2 separate regions of the Hordeum vulgare genome follow, and region 2 is linked to region 1. The links are chromatin contacts, called in public HiChIP or PLAC-seq maps. All regions are on one chromosome and are shown on one strand. Each heading gives the region's core, a stretch centred on a gene start, on an enhancer-like site or on the middle of the called end of the contact. The rest is flanking DNA. Distances are from core to core; before and after follow the strand shown.

Evidence for each region. HiChIP or PLAC-seq counts read pairs in DNA pulled down with a chosen protein or histone mark.
Region 2: a contact with region 1 is called in an H3K4me3 HiChIP or PLAC-seq map of embryo, with 4 times the contacts expected there. The contact joins the promoter of LOC123427217 here to the promoter of LOC123427216 in region 1. A contact is called at or near these places in 1 of 6 Hi-C or Micro-C datasets (leaf) and 1 of 1 datasets of contacts at active chromatin or transcription factors (embryo).

What each region holds. Positions count from the first base shown.
Region 1 is chr2H:554,832,769-554,840,478 of MorexV3_pseudomolecules_assembly, forward strand. LOC123427216 (endoribonuclease Dicer homolog 4) reads right to left here and starts at 4,977. Exons shown (of 25, transcript XM_045111211.1): 1 at 4,766-4,977; 2 at 3,796-3,973; 3 at 3,523-3,633; 4 at 3,064-3,204. The coding sequence starts at 4,842.
Region 2 is chr2H:555,118,142-555,125,851 of MorexV3_pseudomolecules_assembly, forward strand. It overlaps LOC123427217 (ammonium transporter 1 member 1), which reads left to right and starts at 4,477. Exons shown (of 1, transcript XM_045111213.1): 1 at 4,477-6,471. The coding sequence starts at 4,576. The coding sequence ends at 6,060.

The sequences.
Region 1 (7,710 bases), core at 3,727-6,226:
AAAGGTGACTCGGGCATGGTGGTTACTTCAGGAGTTTGGCGTTTCTGTCACTACACCTACTCTACTCTACACCCACTGTGATTTGCTCTAACAACCCTATGAAGCATGAGCTCACCAAGCATATTGGTGTTCATGCCTCTTTCATGCGCACTGGTGTGTAGGATCAGGTTATTGCTCTTTAGTATGTGCCTTTCAAGTTACAGTTGGCAGATTTCTTTACGAAGGCCCAGACTAGAGCACATCATGGCTTCTATCTCTCCAAACTCAGTGTTGTTGACCCACCATGAGTTTGAGGGGTGTTAGAATTATATATTTAGCCATGTACCCCTTTGTATTTTCCCTGTTCTATAAGTTTTTTTTTGCTTATCGTATCATACATGTACATGTATATATACTGGCCTAGGGCCACCTACATGTGTATACAGCCACCTTGTAGTTCATAAACCTTTTGGTGGTAAACAACGACAACATCATCACCAACCTTGGCAGCAACAATCTCAGGCCGAGTGGCACCCGGGACAAGAGTTGATAGTGTAGGCTCGACAGGAGGAACATGACACAACAGACAGGAGACCTCACTGAAGAGAACACCCAAGAGACAAATACCACGCAAGTGAATGCGCATGCGGGCGAAGAACTATGTGGTAGTTAACACTTTGAAATTCATCGGGCAATGAGGGGTGGAAACGAAGCCCTACGACGAAGACATCACATTTTTTTCTAGAATAGAGCAAAGCTGGCTCGACTCGATCTGAGAATGGAGACACATGTAGTGGGGCTCGCTTGGCCACCGGAGAAGATATGCGGGTGGGAAGGGAGGGCAACAGTGGCCGGTAAGGTTGCAACGTGAGGAACGGCCTGATCGATAGACAAAGATGACGCAAGAATCGCAACGGTCATGCGAAGGCGAGCGAAGTCAATGGAACATGCCAGGTCAAGTAGGGTGTCGAGGGCTTCGAGGAGAAAATTGCATCCGCTGGTGTGAAGGCGGGAACGGCCTGGAAGTGACGATGATGTATAAGGAAAGCAAACAACAAGAGGCTTGATTTGGATGAGGCGCGAGCTAGGCAAGGTGATATTAGTGATGCCTTTATCTACGACTAGGATGGCCCCTTCCGGGAGTGATGTGGAAAGCAATGATGACGAGGTGGAGATCAGACAAAACTGATAAGAGAATAGAAAAACAAGGTTGAAACTGATCCAAGTATGAGTTGAGGCCGCAGAGAAAAAAACTCTAGGCCTTGTACCATGCCGAGAAATATGCAATGTATACTCCCATGAGACCATGGGCTATATATACACAGGATATTACATCGCTAATATATACTCCCTCCATTCCTAAATATAAGACCTTTTAGAGATTTCACTATGGACTACATACAAAGTAAAATGAGTGAATCTACACTGTAAATTATATCTATATACATCCGTATGTAGTCCCTAGTGGAATCTCTAAAAGGTCTTATATTTAGGAACGGATGGAGTACAAGTCTAATATGTATAACTTACTACACATACTCTCGTAGTTACATGAATGTTAGTGCTTCTTTGAGTGGGGGAATCTTCTAGGAATTTTGGAGGATTTCAATCCATAGGAACCTCATATGGATTGCATCCATAAGCCCCAATTTCATAGGATTTCGAGCAAAAGGATATATCTGGTTAAAATTCTCCTTTGTACCTTGCATACACCTTCTCTCAAGTCTCAATATTCTCACAAGATGCCTATGGAACATTCAAAGAGTATGTTGCAAATTCCTATGCTTCGACTTCCAATAGGATTCAAGAAGTGGTGACACTATAATCCTATGTTTTTCCTATACTTGTCATTTGAGAATCATGCGATCCAACGAGGGACATTTCTTTATTATGTACTCCCTCGGTCCCAAAATAAGTGTCTCAACTTTAGTACAAAGTTGAGAGACTTATGTTGGGACGGAGGGAGTATATGTTATGTGTGTATTGTTGGAGATACATGCAAGAGTCAATCATAATGATGATTATAATTTTGTGAGTTCATGATTCAATGCACAACATGTTCCTTGAAAAATATCAGTAAGACGGATAGTCATTCTACCGTATGGATGTCATAAACATGACTAGGTATATGCAGGCCCTAGGGCCCATGGAGCTCACCAACCTAGTTCGGATATGTTCCTAGTTCCTAGAAGGAAGCCTTGTGGGTACTTGGAAAGAGACCACGAGTCCTACTCGTGAATGGTCTAGAATCCTACTTGTGCATAGAGGGGGATGCCTACTAGAAGGAGATGAGGCCACCCGCCACACTATAGGTATATAAAGGAGGCGAAGACCGCGAAAGAGGGGCAACTTGATCATTTCCACAAGAGACGGAACCCTAGAGATCTAGAGTGCATTATCTAGTTCGTCTGTAGTAGTCATCCGGTTGCATATCAACTCGACAAATTCCCTCATTGTGACAACAATTGTACTCCCATCTCGAGATATAATCCAAGCAAAGCAAGAGTAGGGCCATTAACCGTCTCGAGAGGGGTTTAACATAGGCAAATCGTTGTCTAGTGATCCCAGGTGGCCCGACCGTAACTCCACGGCCAAACAAATCATGTACAAACATTGTATTGTTGTGAGGCATCAACATAATTATCCTTGAAAAGTATGGATGACAAGTATTTGACTTGTTTGTGTTATCTTAATAATCATAGTTGAATGTGATCCTTAGTTGGTAAACATACAAGGACACATATGGCGACCAACATATGTATTGGTTAATGACCAAATATATGGAGATATTAAACCAATAACATAGACATGTTATTTTCATTTAGTTCTCCATTTATTAGAAACATAACCAACAAGCATGAATTCTCCCATCAGCATGCACCAAACAATTTAAGCTCCAATAGTATTTTATTAACAACTGTGGCATGTGGATGTAGTTTTATTGAGACGAGTTCAAGTGCAAAGAAAATTCAATGATGCAATGCTACCATTGGGTGGCCAAGAAATGACAACCTAATTATTCCATCATATGAAGATAGTCTGTGCATTGCAAATTGTATTGCAGGAAGAAGATCTTGACACTACCTTCATAATTTGTGCATATGGGTGCCGCTTATGCGCTTGTGCATGATGGCATTCATCGAATATCAGAAGTGCAATTGAGTCCATCTTGATGAAACAATGCCGCAAACTATGCAACAAAATCTGGGGAGTCATTACAAGAACCTGCAGTGGCATAGGAAGTGATACAAATTAGGTGCAAAACTATGCAAAGAGTAGAACAGAACTCTTATCATATTTTGGCAAAAACGGATGCACAGATTATTAGACTGATGGGTCTATTGTTTATATGTACGCAGAATTAGACCACTAATTCAGAAGAAATTACAAGGGTGTGTTCAATAATCTCTGGGTAGAAGTTTGCTAAGAAGTACTCAGGCGTCATAACCTAATTTATGATAATGCAAATAGCTCCCTACAACATTTTCCAAGCTGGAAAATCATTGTGATTGACCTGCAAGGAGAATGTCGAGCAAACCTTACCTCAGATTCCCCCATCTCTGTCTCCCAGTCCCCGTGATCTCTTGGGTTTTTACCATCACCGTAGTAACTTTGAACTCTGAAATTGGTGGAATTAGCAATCACCGTTGCTTGCTGTAAAAAAGTAGAGCAGTTTTGTTTTCAGAGAAGAAGAGCAATTAATAAACATGTACAGTTGTGCTCAGTCATAACCTAGAGAGAAATTATGCAGTCGCGTGCCCAATTACACAACTTATCCTAAAAATGTGATGTGTGCAAAGTTGGACAGTAATCTACCTGGAGAACAAGGGGGACTGTTGGGGCTAGGAAGATGCAGACATCACGTCTGGGTTTGCGGATGAGATGGCCAAGTTCGTAAATGAGCAGCACGGCTATATGGGTCTTCCCGCATCCAGTGCCTAGGTACACTATGATGTTCTCCCCGAGAGCCCTCTTGCAGAGATCCAACTGATACCTAAAGCACAAGATATAATGTTGTTACCGAAAATCTGTATAATGAAACAGAGTAAGATATAATGTTGTTATCCGACTTGGGTATAGTTTAATGACACAGTGTAATCATTGATCAACAAAAGCTTTGTAACACACCACCAATTGTTCATCTCATGATACTTGACAAATAAAGGCGAGTAGCAGAAACTACAGCACTGGAGATTCTATCAAAGAAAAGGATGGCCTTCCTTGCCAGACTAAAGATGTGGGGTACTACAGAGACACCAGGAATTCTCGGTCAATTATTAGTCCATTTATTCATCGGCATTTTCTTTTAACAGGCGCCCTGCATTGTCAAGGTGTAACTGCGACAGGTTTGATGTGCCCCATCTACCGCTACCACAGAAACTGAAGAGCGACACGTGGGAAGGATAGCAGAGCTTCCCCAAAGCAAGTCTCCGAGAGGATCGAATCGTAGAGATTAAGAACGGGGATGGCTTTGCGAACAACTAATTCACGGAGCATTAAACTGTGCAATAGATCACGATTGAACCGGAAACACTTTAGAATTAAACACAGCTGATGGGTCATCTAATCAGATAAATCAACACCAAGTGACTAGAGAGCATGAACTGCTAAAATCTAACATTATATATAATCACAGGGGTGACTGACTGACTCTGGTTCCGCTTCGAAGCCCCGCTGCATGGCCCCAAAACAAATCCGCAACAAACGAGACACCGCGGAATCGCAGAAAATGGGGAGGGGAGGGGAGGACGAGGAGGGCGCGGTCGGTCAGGGGCAGGGCGCTTACTTGCGCGCGATCGTCCTCGGGTCCTTGGGCACGGGGTCCTCCCCCGCGCCCGCCGCCGCGGTGGAGACGTCGCCCATGGCGGAAGCTTCGCGCGGAAGCAAGGCTCCGTCTCTCCGCGTCTCGCCGCGGGGCGCAACTGCTGGGCGCCGCGGAGGAGGCTGCAAAGCGAGGGGAGAAGGACTGGTGTGAGAGGACGAGGGGTCCGTCAGCTAGACGGGGACGCGTAAAGCGCACATGGTGATGAAGGGGAGGGTAGGGAACGGGGGCCGAGCGGGTCGTGTCGAGTCGAAAGTGGAAAGGGTTTCTGGCGGAGCACGGGAGGGCGCAGCGGACGCGTGGGTCCGTCCGCGCCCGCTGACGGCTGGGGCCACAGGCACGACGGGACGCAGGCAGGACGGAGACGGGACTGTCATTGGGGCTCTCTCCTCGTCCTCGCAGGGCGTACGTGCGTGCACTGCAATAGATGCGGTGCAGGCGGTACAGCACGAGACGACGCACGCAGTCGGGATCTAGCCCGTGGGCCGTGCGGGTGCGAGGAGTCGTCCGGGCCCAGGTGACCAGTGTCATGCGTGCGAGAAACTCGGGGAGGCCGGTACAAGTCCAGCGCCTCGATGTCGCTGGCTTGAATGCGAGTAAAAAAAAAACAAATTAAGGAAGCTTGAATGCGAGTAGATGGTTCCGATGCTCCGTACAGGGCGACCGCTCCAGCAATTTACTCCTCCCTCTACCAGAGGAGGTGTCAAACATAACTCAAATGCTAATCCAGATGCTAAAGAGCACATATGTACTCCTCGGTTTCTAAATTCTTATCTTAAGTTTGTTTAAAAATAAATGTATCTAAATACTATAACATGACTAGATACATTCATATCGAAACAAATCTAAGATAAGAATTTTGAAACGAAGAAAGTATAAGAGGTGTTTCTTTAGAGGAATTTTTTTTGCTGTAGGGACTAAAAAAATCCCTTTTAGTCCATGTGAAAGAAACATGAGGGACTTTTAGGGACTAAAAGGTGATATTTGGAACTAAAGGAAGAAGTCCATATGAGAGGGTCTTTTTGGGACTTTTTGACACTTTTTCCAATAGTGTCCCTACTTTTAGCATGTTATTTAATAACTTCTATTAGTATATTACTAGGGTTAACATGGTCTTTCTGCATGTCATTTAATGACCTCTAGTTCATGTTTAGTCCCTGAAAAGAAACGGGTAGGGACTAGGAACTTTCTAGTTGAAACTAAAAAAAGTCCTAGAACTTTTTAAAGAAACAGGGCCTAAGTCTTTTTAGAGTTTTCACTCTGAAGCTACATACGAATGTATATAGACATACATTAGAGCAACTCCAATGGTGCGACCCATTTCGTTCGCCACTGTCCGTTTGGGTCGGTGCACACACAAAAGGCGGCCCAACGCGCCGACCCAACCGGACGCTTGTCCGTTTTTCGTCCACGGGCGACCCATTCCCGGACCATTTTTGAGCCGGATTTGCGTCGACGCGGACACGCGACGGACGCGCGCACGCTCGCCTTCTCCTCCCCCCGGGCCCGCTGGTCGGTGGCACATTGGCCTCCCCCCATCCAACAACAACCCTCGCCCGCCTCCTTCGTCGTCGTTGCCGCCGCCAATTTTTGCCAGCGACTCTGCCAGCTGCCCACCCTCAGCAACGCTGCCCACATCCGCCCACTCTCAATAACGCCGCCATCTTGCCGCCGGGGAGCCGACTGCTTCCCACCCCCACGCCCCCGACCAAGAAGTTGCCTCGCCGCCCGGCCAGATCCTCACCGGCGCGGCCCTCTCGTCGGACACCGGCATGGCAACTAGCTGGTCCGTGCGTGTCGCGACTCCCTTCGTCGATCGTCTTCTTCGTCGGCGCCCGCAAGTTGTTCGACAGTTTGCCAAGGTACAGAAAAATGGACAATGTCGACGAGTTTTTTTTTCACAATTTCCTTTGCGACTCCGACGATTCTCGTCCGATGACGAGGAGGAGATGTTGGCTCCCGTGTTGGTCCATCACCACCTCAACAGCCAACGGCCATTGTTCCGTGGCTCCATTCCGGACCACCTTCCGGCATTGAATCGCAACCGAGAGAGCGGGCATTTCCTTCTTTGGAAGGACTATTTTGATACAGCAAAGCCGTTGTTCAAACATCAACAATTCCGTCGCCGTTTCCGTATGAGTAGGCATGTTTTCAACCGTATTAGAGAGGGAGTGGTCGGCTATGATGACTATTTCGAGTGCAAAGCGGATGTCGTTGGCAAGATAGGTTTTTCCTCTTATCAGAAATACGCTGCTGCCATCTGAATGCTTGCATACGGAGTACCCGGTGATCTCATTGACGAGTACGTTCGTATGAGAGAGTCTACTTGCCTAGAGTCCCTGTATAAGTTCTGCAATGCTGTTATTGCTGTGTTTGGCCCTGAGTACTTGAGATAGCCGACTGCTGATGATACAGCCCGTTTGTTGGCGATGAATGCTAGCAGGGGCTTCCCAGGGATGATTGGTAGCATAGACTGCATGCACTGTGAGTGGAAGAACTGCCCTTCTGCTTGGCAAGGGCAGTATAAGGGCCATGTCAAGGCTTGCACTGTCATACTAGAGGTCGTTGCGTCTGAAGATCTTTGGATCTGACACTCTTTCTTTGGCATGGCCGGATCACGCAATGATATCAACGTGCTTCAGCGCTCGCCGGTGTTTTCTAGGCTTGTCGAAGGCAACAACCCACCGGTGAACTTTATTGTCAACAGCCACAATTACGACAAAAGATACCACGTGGGTGACGGTATCTATCCTCAGCGGACCACTATTGTCAAGACAATACCCGACCCTGTCGGAGAGAAGAGGAAAAGATTTTCCCAAGAGCAAGAGGGTGCTAGGAAGGATGTCGAGCGTTCCTTTGGTGTTTTGCAATCTCGATGGGGCATCGTTCGGTATCCTGCTAATACCTGG
Region 2 (7,710 bases), core at 3,227-5,726, 280 kb after region 1:
GCGCTACAGAACAAACAAGAAGAGGAATACAGAAGAGAAGGCCCTAGAATCAGAATTTGTGCGGCTGCCGGTTTTGCACGTCCATTGCGTACTTGAAGGAACCAGGTGAATAGATTTATCCGCGAACGAGATTGCTCGACTGCAAATACTTCGTCTTTCATACACACAAGCAAACAAGAACGCAGCGAGACTGGATTCCATAATAAACAAATAAAACAGGGCGTACTGTACAGTTGACCGGAGCAAAAACTAAACAGGTGTTTGTGGACGGGATTCATTTCGCGTGACGTTTTTGTTTCACACCGAGAGTCCTCTTCAATTACGTCACATACATTTGTATCTTCTGTGTCGAAATTGGGGTATGGGGAACCAATCAAATGATTGCTACATGATGGGACTATTTCTCAATTGGGACGCCAACATGATCCAGTAAACACAGAAAATTACTCCCTCAATCCTAAAATTAGTGATTCAAAAGTGACTCAACTTTATACTAAAGTTAGTGTAAAGTTGAGTCATTTTTGAGTCTCTTATTTTGGTACGGAGGGAGTAGTATTACCGAGTACTCCCTTCATTTTTTTTACTCCGAGTATTACTTCTTCTGTCTCAAAATAAGTGTTTCAAACTTACTATAATTTTGTATTAGAGCTAGTATAAAGTTGAGAAACTTATTTTGAAACGTAGGAAGTAGATTTTTTGAAGTGTGAAGTCTATATTAAAAAACATCAACATCTACAATAGCTGGTAAACATAATATGAAAATATGATCTATGATGGATCTAATGTCATTGATTTTGTATTGCGAATATTAATATATATTTTTATGTAAACTTGGTTAAACTTTAGCGAGTTTGACTCGAGACAAACCCAATGCGCGGAGCAAACAGAAGGAGGAAGTATATACGCGACTTTGTGTTGCATTTGGACTTAGTAACAATAAACTAGCCAGGTAAAGATCCAAGTTGTGCAGTTTCAAGATCAAAGATGCTAATAAAAGCCTTGTTCTTGGTAGAAACATTTCGTCCCACTGAACCACTCCGCTAACTTTCTAACCAAGAGTACGTTCTCAACAAACATCAATATTTAATTCCCATACCACAAATAAAGCATTTCATATCTTAGTTCACCACTACATCTTGTCCTTTCCATGAAATATATATTCTATGGCACCGGTGGCATATGTTTTATCGAATTGTATTGAGAAATTTTCTAGTAGTTTGATAGACATACATTATATTTTGAATGTGACTATGCAAATTACCGGTGAAACCTACACATTAGTATATACCTAAAGAAAATGTGGCTTGTAATATAAAAAAAAGATGAATAAGATTACCCACGTTGATCATGAGGAGGAGCTAGGATAGGCTTGTTCACGAGGATAATGATTTGTTGTTATAACTACTTTATTCTACAAAAAACATATTGGGTCTAGATACTTGTCATGCAAAATTTCAATTTGAACTTCCTACGCCTTTTGCGGGATACATCTGTAATAAGTCATGAATTCACTATCGAAGAAATCATGTGAGTAATGTTTCAGAAGAAGGGCAAGAAAGTTCTTGCACCAGATGGACTTCCTAGGTATTCTTATCAACCTTGTTGGCATTTTATTGGCAATGATTAGGTATTATTGTTTCATGAGTTTTACTATATAAGATTAGGCTCGGTGAGGTTTCATTATGGATGAGTTACATTAGTAGGTACATGTGTTGGAGTTGATAAAAATCAATAATATGGATCTATATGTTTAACAAATGTATTTTTCAAATTTCCACCAAATGATATTAATAATAGCGTCATTGATGTTATCGATAAACTCATCCTACATGTTCAAACATCATTTGTTGAAGGTAGATTTGATGAATACTACAAGTCACAAGAGTCTTGGGGTGGTAAGAAATACTACCATTTAGTAAATTAGCAATAAGTTATTAGACCTATATATCACGAGAGTCTTGGGGTAGCGTATTTAACTTTGTTGAATGTATGTGTTTTGTGTCGATGGTTGTGGAAGTTTGTAAATGATAGATGGAGATGAAAGGTTGCTCTGTTGGCAAGCCATGTTAAAGTGAAACAATATTTTTAGTTTTGTAAACAAGAAAGGTTGGGAATGGTAAAAGGATCAAATTTTTGGAATATCGCCGGGGAGGGGGGGGGGGCATTGAGTGTAATGTTTGCAAAGATTTATAGTCTATTACTAGAGAGAAAGGCTCGAGTAGTATCAAATTTAGAAGGGTGCTATGGGGAGAGAATGTTGATTCCCGGCTTCACTTATGGGATATGTGAAATGGTATATTTTGTTAGATGGAGATGACTCTTGTAGATGGACTCTCAATACGAACTAAATCTTTTTGTGCATTCTTTATACACGATGCTTAAAGTAGGTCAACTGGAATTGGCCACACAAGAGGCTTTGGTTTGTGAAAATCCTTTTGAAAGAAAAGGTGTTCATCTAGTTGGAAGTGAAAATGGATCGTAACTAAGTATGTTGATTAAGAGATGGTGGAATGCAAGGATAGTAAATATAGATTATTTAATAATTTGGAAACCGTGGATCATTTGTTCTTTGGGTGTGTTGTACGTAGATACATTTCGAGTGTATCTTCTTGTGCTACTTGAATGCAAATGATACCAGAAGCACTGCTGGGATTAGTAGATGAATTATGAAGTTTGATGGTTTCATGAAACAACGTGTTTCTGTGGGTGGGACTTCTGTTATATGGTCTATTTGGAAGGACATAATGAATATTGTTTGTATATGTTTACCTGTTGATCATATTTTTATTATCTACCATATATCACATTGGATGATTGTTGCATTGTTGTGGGAGAGCAAACGAGCAACTAATATGCGCAACAACTCATCTACTATGACCATATGTAGCCTTCAACTAATACGCGACAAAGATTGAAGGCTACATATGCGAATTATTTGAATGAGATCAATATAATCAAGAGAAGTGGCAGCGAGCAGTATTGGTGAAGGCGCAATGACTAATGCCTTCGCTATGTTCTATGGTTTATAAAACACAATCGTTTTCTCTAACTTTTCTTATTTTTCTATATTAATGTTTAGTAGATGTCTCTGCATGTGATAGGTCTCGTACTTTAAAATTCCCTATACCATAGGAAATAAATTTTTGGGAGCTTGAAAATGATATGTGAGAGCTGATTTTGGCAGATCCCTTGGTAGGCTATCCCGGCGTGGTGATTAGATCAGAGGAAAACAAGAGATAGATTTACCCAGGTTCAAACCCTCCTTACGAGGCAAAACTCTACTCCTGCTCGTATGTATTGCGATTGGGATGTAAAAAGTACATGTATGACCGAGAGACTGTATGATCATCTATAAACTAGCTCGACCCTAGCTTTCATAACATACTTGGGTCCCTAGGGTTATACAACATAGTCGGCTGAATCGGTAGAGGGGAGTCCTCCACAACTCTGGTTTCTTGTCTTGTACATCAAAGCTTTTGGAGTCTTCTCCTACAGGGCCCTTGGGCCAGACTGACGACCCAAGACGGAACCGACCTAGGTATGATGCAACATTTCTTGTATAACCTTCCACTGGTAAAATGTTGCGTCATTTTGTTCATTTAATGAAGGTTGAGCTTCCTCTAAGAAAGCAGGAAAAAAAGATCCGTCTCAATGTCCAGAAAAATATAAATATTGTGTGTGCTGGTGTTCAGAGAGAGAGTAGACAATCCCGCGTTGGCAAACACTAAGACGTTCTATTTCTTTATGAATAAATGTGTATAAACATATTTTGACATGTTTGTTCATCCATTTCAATGTGTACGTAGTACATTATAACATTGAAAACATCGTGTGTTTGCGAATGGAGGGTATATATTTGGGGCAGGGTAACGGACGTATAGACGATTCTATTTCGGCATCTAACCATAAAATCTTACTCGAAATGTAGATCTTGCCATAACTAACAAGATTCCATGATCAACGCAACGATAGCAAAGCCGTAAGCCCGAGATCCTCGGGCATTAACCGCCGTCACCAAAGGTTGAAAGCTTTCAACGATACAGCTCAGTCCCAACGTGCCAGCCCGTAAAAGAAGTTTTCACTCAAGTAACAGAACGCTACCTGAACACGAATACTAAAACAAGATTGCGAAAATCTGCAAAAACTACACCCAAGGATTCAAACTGCCTCGAAAACAGACGAACAAATCGATATAGCATCTTGTTACTGCATGCCAACTCTCGATGGAACGTCCGGCTATCATCATTTCCGGAATCCGGAGATTCCAAAACGGCACCAGCCCCTCATCCGTGCCACCACAGAAGATTCACTCCCGGCGGGCCCCGGTCTCCAGCCACGGTAGCCCCATCGTCGCCGCACGATATTCCTGAAACACAATCCCAACCGTCCGATTATCTCGACTGGCCACATCTTTTTCGGTGCCTCGCACACCCGCACGCCCGCCTCCTATAAATCAGACGCCGCCGGTTGGTTGGTTCCCCCCAGCCTGCTCACCACGCCATTCCCGGCCGCGCGCTTCCCGATTCCGATCGCCGGACACCAACCACTTTCCCAAGTAGAGGGGCCGCCGCGGAGATGTCGGCGACGTGCGCGGCGGACCTGGGGCCGCTGCTGGGTGCGGCGGCGGCGAACGCCACGGACTACCTGTGCAACAGGTTCGCCGACACCACGTCGGCGGTGGACTCCACGTACCTGCTCTTCTCGGCCTACCTCGTCTTCGCCATGCAGCTCGGCTTCGCCATGCTCTGCGCGGGCTCCGTCCGGGCCAAGAACACCATGAACATCATGCTCACCAACGTGCTCGACGCCGCCGCCGGCGCGCTCTTCTACTACCTCTTCGGCTTCGCCTTCGCCTTCGGCACCCCGTCCAACGGGTTTATCGGGAAGCACTTCTTCGGCCTCAAGGACATGCCGCAGACCGGCTTCGACTACAGCTTCTTCCTCTTCCAGTGGGCCTTCGCCATCGCCGCCGCCGGCATCACCTCGGGCTCCATCGCCGAGAGGACGCAGTTCGTCGCCTACCTCATCTACTCGGCCTTCCTCACCGGGTTCGTCTACCCGGTCGTGTCCCACTGGATCTGGTCCGTGGACGGCTGGGCCTCGGCGGCCCGCACGTCCGGCCCGCTGCTCTTCAAGTCCGGGGTGATCGACTTCGCCGGCTCCGGCGTCGTGCACATGGTGGGCGGCATCGCCGGCTTCTGGGGCGCGCTCATCGAGGGCCCCCGCATCGGCCGGTTCGACCACGCCGGCCGCTCGGTGGCGCTCAAGGGCCACAGCGCGTCGCTCGTGGTGCTGGGGACCTTCCTGCTCTGGTTCGGATGGTACGGGTTCAACCCGGGGTCCTTCGTCACCATCCTCAAGTCGTACGGGCCGCCGGGGAGCATCCACGGGCAGTGGTCGGGCGTGGGCCGCACCGCCGTGACGACGACGCTGGCGGGCAGCGTGGCGGCGCTGACGACGCTGTTCGGGAAGCGGCTGCAGACGGGGCACTGGAACGTGGTGGACGTCTGCAACGGCCTGCTCGGCGGGTTCGCGGCCATCACCGCCGGCTGCAGCGTGGTCGACCCGTGGGCCGCCGTCATCTGCGGCTTCGTGTCCGCCTGGGTGCTCATCGGGCTCAACGCGCTCGCCGCCCGCCTCAAGTACGACGACCCGCTGGAGGCCGCGCAGCTCCACGGCGGATGCGGCGCCTGGGGGATCATCTTCACGGCGCTCTTCGCCAAGCGGCAGTACGTGGAGGAGATCTACGGCCCCGGCAGGCCGTACGGGCTGTTCCTGGGCGGCGGCGGGCGGCTGCTGGCGGCGCACATCGTGCAGATCCTCGTCATCGCCGGGTTCGTCAGCTGCACCATGGGACCGCTCTTCTTCGCGCTCAAGAAGCTGGGCCTGCTCCGCATCTCGGCCGAGGACGAGATGGCCGGCATGGACCTGACCAGGCACGGCGGGTTCGCCTACGTCTACCACGACGACGACGAGCACGACAAGTCGGTGGGCGGCTTCATGCTCAGGTCGGCGCAGACCCGCGTCGAGCCGGCGGCGGCGGCCAACAGCCAGGTCTAACCAATCATGCATGCCGGCAAGAAATCCAGTGGAAATTCGTTCGCCTTTCAGTTCTCGCGCGCGCGTCATGTCGTGATCCGATCGATATTTTCCGGTGCTGTTTGGGCCAATGCTTTGCCGCTCTTGTGTTTCCTTCACAAGATTGTAAAATTACACTAGGACGAGGTTAAATTTTTCTTCCCTTTTTTGTGTACATGCGTGCGTTTAGAGATGTGTGGTGTGCGGATGGGATCTGCAGGGCCGGGGGTTTTCTTCCTTGGTGATGATAATGATGTCATTTTTGTGGTGGAATTTTGTGATCGTAAGGGTGTGGTCAAGATAGGTGGCTGTTGAAGGTTGAATTGTTGAGATTTGTCCTCTTGTACGGGCTACACCTCTCTATCAAAACTTTGGCGCGTTTTCCCGAGCGAATGGCTTTTAGTTTTTTGCGGCTACGTATGTCCCTCACCTTCTATCGAGCTTCACATATATACATTTTTTTCCCCGGAAGTTCTCTTTAATTTTCAATTCGAATCCAGTAATTAAAAAAAAAAATAGTAACACACGACTGACTGCGTACGTCTACAAACATTTGTATGTTTATTATTACCTTCGTTTATTATTTACGATGACCCATGTTTGCAGATGCCGCCACACAAAGAGTACCTACTACCTTAACTGAGTCAACATAGGACCAGTATAACGTGGAGCATGCATGCACACTCCTGTTGGTAACTTTTTCCTCTTTCCTGTGTGTCTCCAGCACTTGTGCTCGTACAAACTGAAATCGGGCACAGTTAAGTTATGCAGTACAAGAGCACATATCTCCCTTTCACCAATCCTGCCAAATAAGGCGCTTGGAGTTGGAAAGAGATCGGGGAGCGCTTGCGCCTCTCACCACCAAGTTGCCGAGCCAGGACAACGCGAGTCGCGCAGACGCCTCCTAAACAAAGCACTCCTATGTCACCGGTTGGACAGGGAGGAAAACATTAGATAACTGCCACGGTGTCGCTAGCTCTATCGGGATTCTCTATGGCTAACGACCAAAGCCTGCCTGGGCAGAGATACAGTGACATGCCATGTCAAAGTCTAACGCTGCCGTTGGATTGAAAATGAACAACCTAGATCACATGCTGTAGCGAAAACACTGTAGGTGTCTACTGTACAGCACCCTACAATGATGGTCATGTGGCACCGGCACTGTTCGTTCATCTATTTGCAGCGTGGGCACCGTTGGCGTTGATCTCGATCGGATGGCTGAAAGAGAGGGGCATGTTAGGTTGCTGTTCATCGGTAACATGCCCATGACATGTCACCGGATCTAAGTCAAAACTGTGGATAAATATAAAAATAATTTCTGAACAAGAATAATACTCCTGCTGTATCAGAATATAATACGAATAATTGAAATTACGTAGGGAGCGGTAGAAAGTTCTATGGCACATCTCATTACCGTACCAAGGTGGTCTTTTCCGCAAAAAGGCCAAAGACCATATACGAATAAACATAAACCACTACAAGCACATTTGCCAAGTTTGGAAAAAATACATCCAAACCATTGAGGATGTTCAAATTTGTCTTCCTTCTGCATCCATCAACTTTCATTCCATTCGGAACTCGTTGCTGTGTTTGCCCTTCGTCTCAATGGAACAAACTTGTTCATTTAAATCT